Linked DNA regions of Gossypium hirsutum: region 1 is linked to region 2. Evidence: chromatin contacts called from public Hi-C data. All regions are on one chromosome and are shown on one strand. The core of a region is the stretch at or near the end of the contact, and the rest is flanking DNA. Distances in the headings are between cores, read along the strand shown. Region 1 holds the start of LOC107960000 (clathrin light chain 2). Region 2 holds the start of LOC107941173 (auxin transporter-like protein 2).

What was found. A called contact is a pair of places that touch in the nucleus more often than the background predicts.
Region 1: a contact with region 2 is called in a Hi-C map of leaf, with 1.8 times the contacts expected there. The contact joins the promoter of LOC107960000 here to the promoter of LOC107941173 in region 2. A contact is called at or near these places in 10 of 34 Hi-C or Micro-C datasets (anther, hypocotyl, leaf and 1 more).

What each region holds. Positions count from the first base shown.
Region 1 is chrA05:78,775,547-78,779,757 of Gossypium_hirsutum_v2.1, forward strand. LOC107960000 (clathrin light chain 2) reads left to right here and starts at 2,691. Exons shown (of 3, transcript XM_016896195.2): 1 at 2,691-3,258. The coding sequence starts at 2,957.
Region 2 is chrA05:78,565,108-78,568,957 of Gossypium_hirsutum_v2.1, forward strand. It overlaps LOC107941173 (auxin transporter-like protein 2), which reads left to right and starts at 1,491. Exons shown (of 11, transcript XM_016874728.2): 1 at 1,491-1,763; 2 at 3,105-3,171.

The sequences.
Region 1 (4,211 bases), core at 1,441-3,940, 210 kb after region 2:
TCTAAAAGTATATGCTAGGCCAATTGGAACTTATTGTGAACATAAAAGTATTCCCTCTCATCGAGAAGATGGTTTCGGTCCTAATTCATATAGACCGATGTGGTCGATTTCGAGTTGGTTTCGGTTGACCCAGTCGGTGTGCACTATTCCAATGCTAAAGTGAAACAAGCAACACCTTTTTTCTGCACCAGTGAAAACTTTGATCCGTATCAGTACCCGTTTCGAGCAATTCCAGTCACACCAGCTAGAACATGGTGCATCGCACAATGGATGAATAATATTAAAAAATATATAAATTTTTAACTATTTACTATTATGATAAATACTTAATTAGTACGTACTAACTAATAAAAAAAACTTTTAAACTTTAAAGTTTTTTTGGGACATACTTTCACGTTTAAAATATAAAAATTAAAATATAATATAAAAAAACTCATTCACCTGATTATCAAAGAAAAAATCCCCACTAACCCTTCGGTTGAATGATATATTTTTATTTGTGGATTTTATTTATGAGTATTTTAGATGATTAATGGATATTCTATATCTGAAATTTATTCAATATCATTTATTTGATATATGTAATATTTTTATATAAATATATTAAATATATTAAATATATATTTTTTAAAAATCAATAAATCTGAAATGGTACACCAAAATAGACCAGTATCATTACGTACTATTTTCAATACAAAAACGGTGCATCCACCGATGCAATATTGATTACCATAATATAGACTCTTCGCTAATGATAGATATAAGCAACAAGATATTTTGAAGGAACCGAAGATCAAAGATAAGATGTTGAATAGTAAAATAGCTCTCTCTAAAATCTCAAAAGTATCAAAAAAAATAAAGAACTCAAAGAAAATTTGAAGAACGATGCATCAATCTAGAAGGGCTTTCAAAAGTCATCATTTGATATTGTTCAACCAGTAAAAAAGAGACAAATCTTATTTTTAAGAACACGTCTCTACGACATATGAAGCAAATCTTATCAATATAATATCAACTCTAGATAAATTTTGAAAAAAGAATTAAAAAATTTATTCAAAAATTATAACTCATTTTTAAATAAAATTGTTTATTTGTCTCAAATTTTAAATTCTTATTCAACACAAAATTTGTATGTGAAATAATTATTAAAATCGAAGAACATAGAAACTTAATAAACCATTTGTACAAGTTATCTTACCGGTAGAATTCAAGAGAGGGAAAAGCAAATTAAAGGAAGGAGGGCAAATCCTCCTCTTCTTATTTTATTATTGACTTTAGAAATTGGAAGGGTTGAAGGATGTGAAAACCGTGTGAAATCGGGAGATATTTTGTTACCTCAGAAGTCGTGCTAATCTTTAATGCTGCTGATGCATTCTTTTTTTCTAGAGCAATCTCATTTTTTTTGCTGGGTTAGGGCTGGTCTGTTGATTTTGACCAATCTGTATTTTGGGCTCTCTGTTATGAAGTTTGTTTTTAATAATAAAAATCAAACAATTTCTAAAAAAAAAAGAAAAAAAACACAAGTTGCACAAATAAAAAACAAATCCCCCAATAAAAAATTTATTAAAAAGAAAAACAGTTGCACACTAATTTTCAAGTGGTGTGCTTGTTAGAGATTTAAAAAAGAAAAAACGAAAAACAAAATTAAAAAAAAAACTTGTTTATTTTCAAAAAAAAATATTATTAATTTTTGTATTATACTTAAGTTGTATATTTAGTCAGTGTATTTTAATTTGATTAATTTTAGTTTTGTATTTTTTATTGAATTGATTTTAAGCCCTTACACTTTTTTAATTTTAAAATTTAAGTCTTAATAGGTAGCAATTAAATTTTTTTGTTAATTTTTATTATTAGTCTTATATCGCGTATAAAATTGTAGATTTAATTGATGTTCTTTAATTTAGCCATTCTTAGTCCCTGTGCTTTTTTAATTTTGAAATTTTAATCTTGATGCAAACGACAACCATTAAATCTATTAACTTGCTTTTTTTTTAGTAATATATGAAAATAGCAAGTTGACATGGCATTAAACATGTGCTAATATTTTTATTACATAAGATTTTGAAAATAAAAATACTTAATAAATTTAAGGGATAAATCTCAAAAAGTATACATGAACTTTGATTTAATGTGTAATTGTATACATGAACTTTATTTGATGCAATTATTTATGTGAAGCTCTAATTGTAGTTCAAATGTATACTTGAAACTTTAATTTTGATTTAATCATACACATTTAAAGAAATAAATACATCAATTTATTTTTATATTGGATAAATATAATTGCAATATATAAACATAAAATGATGTTATGTCAATAATTGTGTTAATAATTTACAAGAATTAGATCAAATTAAAATTACATAAAATCAAAGTTCATGTATACAATTGCGCATTAAATCATAGTTCATGTATACTTTTGGTATTTATTCCTAAATTTAACAACCATCTCGAGGATATAAATTTTAAAATTTGATAAATACAATAATTAAATTGAAATATAAAAACTAAATTCATAAGTTATAGGGACTAATAGCATAATTAAACAAAAAAAATTGAATAAATAAAATAATCTGATTGAAGTGGAGGGGAGGGTTGAAATGTAAGCCGGAAGGGCATGATCTCAATGTCTAAATGTCTTAACCTCTTTCTTATTTAAAGATTGCATCATTCCAATGTGCTTTTGAAGGGACAACTAACTACAAAAAGTGATCCATACCGAACGGAATTCGGCAAAAACTTTAGAGTTTTAATGGCCCAAAAACTCACCTCCATCAAACCCAAACAATGGCCCAAACAATTGGTTCATTTAACCAAACCCATTAACATCCCTTGAGAGTTATCGTCTTTTCATTTGTGCCTCCCATTGCGACAGTGATTGACTTCGATTCAATTTCCATAGCTTATTTTCATCAACCCTTTGTCGTCTCCGTACAAGACCTTGCTTAGAAGAAAAATGTCAACCTTCCCTGACTCTTTCACTCAACTCGCCGACGACTCCTTAGACTCTTTTGACTCTGTTCCACACCAGGATGAAGACGGTGCCGGCTACGCCGGATACGACCCTTCTCAGCAATTCGACTCTTTCGCCGACCACTCGGATCATGCCAAGGGCTCCACTGATGATGTGTTTGCATCAGATTCATACACAAATGGGGTAGGTTTTGGCCAAGATTTTGGCGGATCGGACGGCCCGGTTTTGCCTCCGCCGGCGGAGATAGAGCCTGAGGAAGGTGTTGCTCTCAGGGAATGGAGAAGGTTAAGATCCATTAAAAAATTTTCATGTTTTTTTGAATAATTTTGTCTTATATTTAAGTATAGAGTTTGGGGAAGTTAAAAAGTTAGGAATTGAAGTTATGAATACGGCACTTAGGTATTTTGGAAATGTGCGAAGGAGCTAGATTTAGTTAATTTTTTTTATCTTTATGAAGATTTTGAATATGTTTGGTTAAGTCATATTAGGGTGTTAAAGAACTGAATTTTTTGAAAAGTTTTAAATAAGTTTGGTTAAGCCATATTAGGGTTTAAGTAGGGAAATCTAAGAATTAGTGCTAATTTCTGGGATTAGAAGTAGAGTTGTAGGATTTTACTTATCTTTGAATTTATTCTTTTTAGAGATTGAATCAAAGAGAAGGAGTGAGGTACTAGCATGGGTGCACCATATAAGAAATTCGGATAGAAGAATTGGGTCAACATATGAAGGTAGATTTTTAATGTTACGATTAGCGCTAGTAATTTCACTCCAAGCTGGCATTTTTAAACCTAAAGATAAGCTAATTGGTGGTATCATTGGAAAAAAGCATTTTTCGGTCAATTGGACACTCAAGCCATTATTGGACAGTATCTGCATCATAAGAGCACAAATCTAGAGTATACTCTGGCTAGTTTGGAAAAAACGGAGAGCTAAAATATTTTAGGACAGGAGTGGTTATGTGTTTAATTTTTTATCACTTGTGAACTTTGGTCATCTTATAAAAGAAAAAAGATTGAATCAAGAGAATATCTGGATTTTTTTGTTCTTTTTTTTTTGTATTTCCTTTAATAATTTATATTTTTTTTTGAGTAAATTTTGTAGTGGCTTAGCTTAGTTGGTTGATGTACCCACCCAAAGCGGTGCTCCAAGCCATTTCGGAGTCCGAATGCCATGTAAGTGTTGGCTACATATATGTATCCAACATATATATCTTAATTTTTTTTCCATGTGTTATGAG
Region 2 (3,850 bases), core at 241-2,740:
ACTATCTTATCAAATGTATTTTACCTTATTACGAGTGGGAAAGAATAAGGGGTGTTTACTTGGGAACATAAAAATGATAGTTGATACCATGCTCATGTCCTTAGAAGGAGTATGCAACCACCGATTTTAATTTTTTTTTGGTTGCGTCGCCCGATACATCTCTCAGTACAATGTGGCCAATATAATTTATCTCCAACTAAGTTGTCCTGCTTCTTTCAAGTCGACGAGTTGTAGTATCTACCTTAAATGTACTAGATTTTGAGATTTATCAAACATTAGAAAACCCCTGATTGACCTTAGGATGAATGCCCGGGGCATATTATTCTCTTTTAATGGTAATCACGAAGTTGTCGATATAATTGAAATTTTCTTCCAACCATAGTATCTTCCCTAATAGTTGCTTGCAAATTGCACTCCAATCGCCAATGACATTGCCGCTGTAATGATTGGTCCATCCACCGATAAACTGAATTGTAAAGCTACGTCCTTGAGTGTAATAGTACACTCACTGCACGAAAGATAGAATGTGTATGTCTCAGGTCTCCATCTTTCCATCAAAGCACGAATAAATGTGGGATCTTGTTTAGTCCCCTCTACCATACGAGACATGTGCAAGAATCTCACCTCTTGCAAGTGTTATTCACTAACACGTGGTGCCCTCACAATTAAATTGTGTATGTACGTCTCTAAAATTTGATTTTTGGCCTGATTATATAAACATAAAAAAATTATAAAATTAATAATATTAACAACTTAATAATGAACTTAATTAAAATTAAAAATTTTAATAAATTTTCTTACCATTTACAATAGGACACAAAAAATGTGATTGTCCTCAAAACGAATAAGCATAATTTTCATTATAAAAATCAATTAAAAAAAGAAATTACAAAGTATAAAATTAAAACAACAAGATTTTGAGAAAAATTGAATGAAAATTTGATAACTAAAAAATTTAGAGAATTGAAAGAATGGATGAATTAAGTGAATTGATACAACTATTAGAATGTGATTTAAATGAAAAAAAAACTAATTTATATAGCAAATAAAATAAAAAAATGATTTGAGTTTATACAGTAAATAAACTAACTGTTTTTAGTTGTTGAAGAAAATCTTTCTCGTTACATTTTTGATAATGCCTCCTACTAGACACAGTTTGATATGACTTGATAGGAAAGTAGGTGAATTTACCCTCAGTTATTAGCTTGTTTCATATACTTTTTTTTAATTTATCCTTTCTTCAAGCGAAGAATAGGAAAATTCTTCTAATTCTTGTTGGAATCTAAATGTGGAAAAGAAAGTGATTTTTTATATTTAATGGGCTTAAATCATAGGCTTAAAAGAACTGGGTATTTAGCTGGTTTTCTTAACGATAATAAGGCAATGTTTGGTTGGGTGTAATAGGAATAAATTATAGCCCAATTCAATGGGCCCACCACCAAACCAACATTTGGTTGCCTGTAATGGCTATTACACGCTGAATGGAATCAGCTTCCATGATACTACGGCCCGTAATAGCAATTCAGGGGCTTGGGGTCTGATTAGCTATTCAAAGGAACGAGTAATAACATTTTTCCCTATTTTGGACCAAAATATCCTGTCTCTCATCTTCATCTTCGTCGTTTTCACTTTTACACTTCCGACAATTTCTTCATAAACATTTTTCCCAAAGTAAACCCTATAGAAATTGGATCCTTAATCGACGAAAAATCAAGCTTCATTCACCATCTTCATCTTCCTTCCGTTGAACCTCCTTATTTACGGTAAGTGATCGCCTTTGATTCTTTTTTTTTCCTATGATTTTGTTAGTTAAAGTTCTTTTTCGGTCTCACTCTGATCCTTCTCGGTTTCTTCATTAGATCCTCATAATTTTTGTGTTCTTTTTTTTGGGGGGGGTTTCTAGAGTTTGATTTGGTAGCTGAATTATTTTGGGTTTTAATGAATCAAAAGCTTCAGCAAATTATTTTAAAATGTTCTTAGTTTGTTTGTGTGAATTTTGTAAATGTTTCATGCTAAATTTTTGTTTCTTAATTTTTGTTTCATGATTTAAGTGGCTGTGCTATGGTGTTACCCCTTTCTAGCTACTATTGTATCTGCTGCCTTGAAGTTCACCAGTCGCCACCGTCGTCTCCAACTGCCGCTATCGGCGTCGAGTTCAAATGAGGCTATGCTGCCATTTTTTTACCAACTTTTTGCTTATTTGTTTGCGTAGCTTGGGTTGTAAAATGTGAACAAAGTTAAGCTATTTGTTCTGCTCTTTCTGTCATTCTTCTTGTTTTTCTTCCTTCACACCACTCTCCTACCACCGTCAGCTTTCTTATTGAGGTCACATTCCATCGATTACCCTAACCAATCAAGATCCCATGGCTACACCATTGCCAATTCCACCTAAACTCCCTTGCAGCTAAAAGCTCTGACCTTTACTGCTTCGCTTGCCATGCTTACTTCTTTTCTCATTTTCCTCTTATTATTCCTATCTCCGGCTTTTTCTTTAAATTTGTGCTTTCTACTGAGCTTTTTATCTGATCTCTCATAGAAGGGTTAAGTATTACATTTGCTCAATCAATTCTGAGTATTATGGATGCTACTTGCGTCTGTTTGAATGCAAAAGCAAAATGGAATTCGATTTCATTTTGTTACGTTTGGAGTAAGAAATGTTAACTTTTTTCATTTTCTAATTTTTTTGCTTTTTTATGTGTTGTTTAATTATTTTAGAGTTGCAGAATTCTCACTGTAAATAAGTGCAAAAGTCTGTAATAGAAATTTGATAAATATGTATTGTTCACTTTTCACAATATTCCTAATTGCTCATATTCTTTAGTGAGCTACAATAACAGAAAATTAACTAAAATAATTGTTCCCCCCCTAAAACTACAGGTAGAGTTTCGTGATGTTGACAATGGAAACAAAGTAAGTTTACACTTCGGCCCTGAGGAGCCTGTTGAAAGTATGCATCTTAACTTGTTGAATTATTTACCCAGTTTGGTTAAGTTTAAGTATTTGTGGGCTATGGTTATGGTATTGCATTGAGCTTGAACATCATATATGACTTAAGATTCTGCTACGAGATCAATGAGTTATATTCCTTTTATATTGTTTTGCAGGCCTAAGACATTTGACCAACTGCAAGTACTATTGGACTTATCGGCAAGTCTGCTGCTTACCTAAAAGGTTGAAAAAATTAAGACTGGACTTGTTGTGTACTTGGTCTGCTGGAACTAATTTTAATTCTCCTTTTATAACTTTTACCTCTGTTTTCTGTTATAGAGTTGACACTTCCATTACTACAGTCACTAATTATCCTTGCACTCATCTTCATCATCATTAAGATCTTGCTATGCCATTAAAACTTGAATGTGATCTATTGTTATGGTATTGCATTGAGCTTGAACATCAGATATGACTTATGGTATTGCAGTTTTTGTTGGATGAGTTTTTCTAAAGTGCCATTGAATATTAATCCCCAATACAAAGTAAAAGTGTTTGTTTGGCCCTGTTGTTGTGTTCATTTTGCCTTTGGTTTTTTACTAAATTTATTTTTATTTAAATTTTTTAGTTGGAACCATTATGTGTTAAATGTGTAGTGGTCTATTATTTTCAACCTTGGTTTATTATTTCCTTTTTAATTAATTTAATACAATACAAAAATATTAATTGCCTCTAAATCCCCACCCCTTACCATCAAATAAACAATATTTACTTTTTAATAATGCATATTATCACCTATTTTTTATAAAAAAAACTATAATGTTTTATATAATCACATTATGCAATATCATAATACCACCTTAGGTTTAAATTTAAGAAAAATTGTCAAATTTCAATACTAATGTGAATAAAAATAAATTTA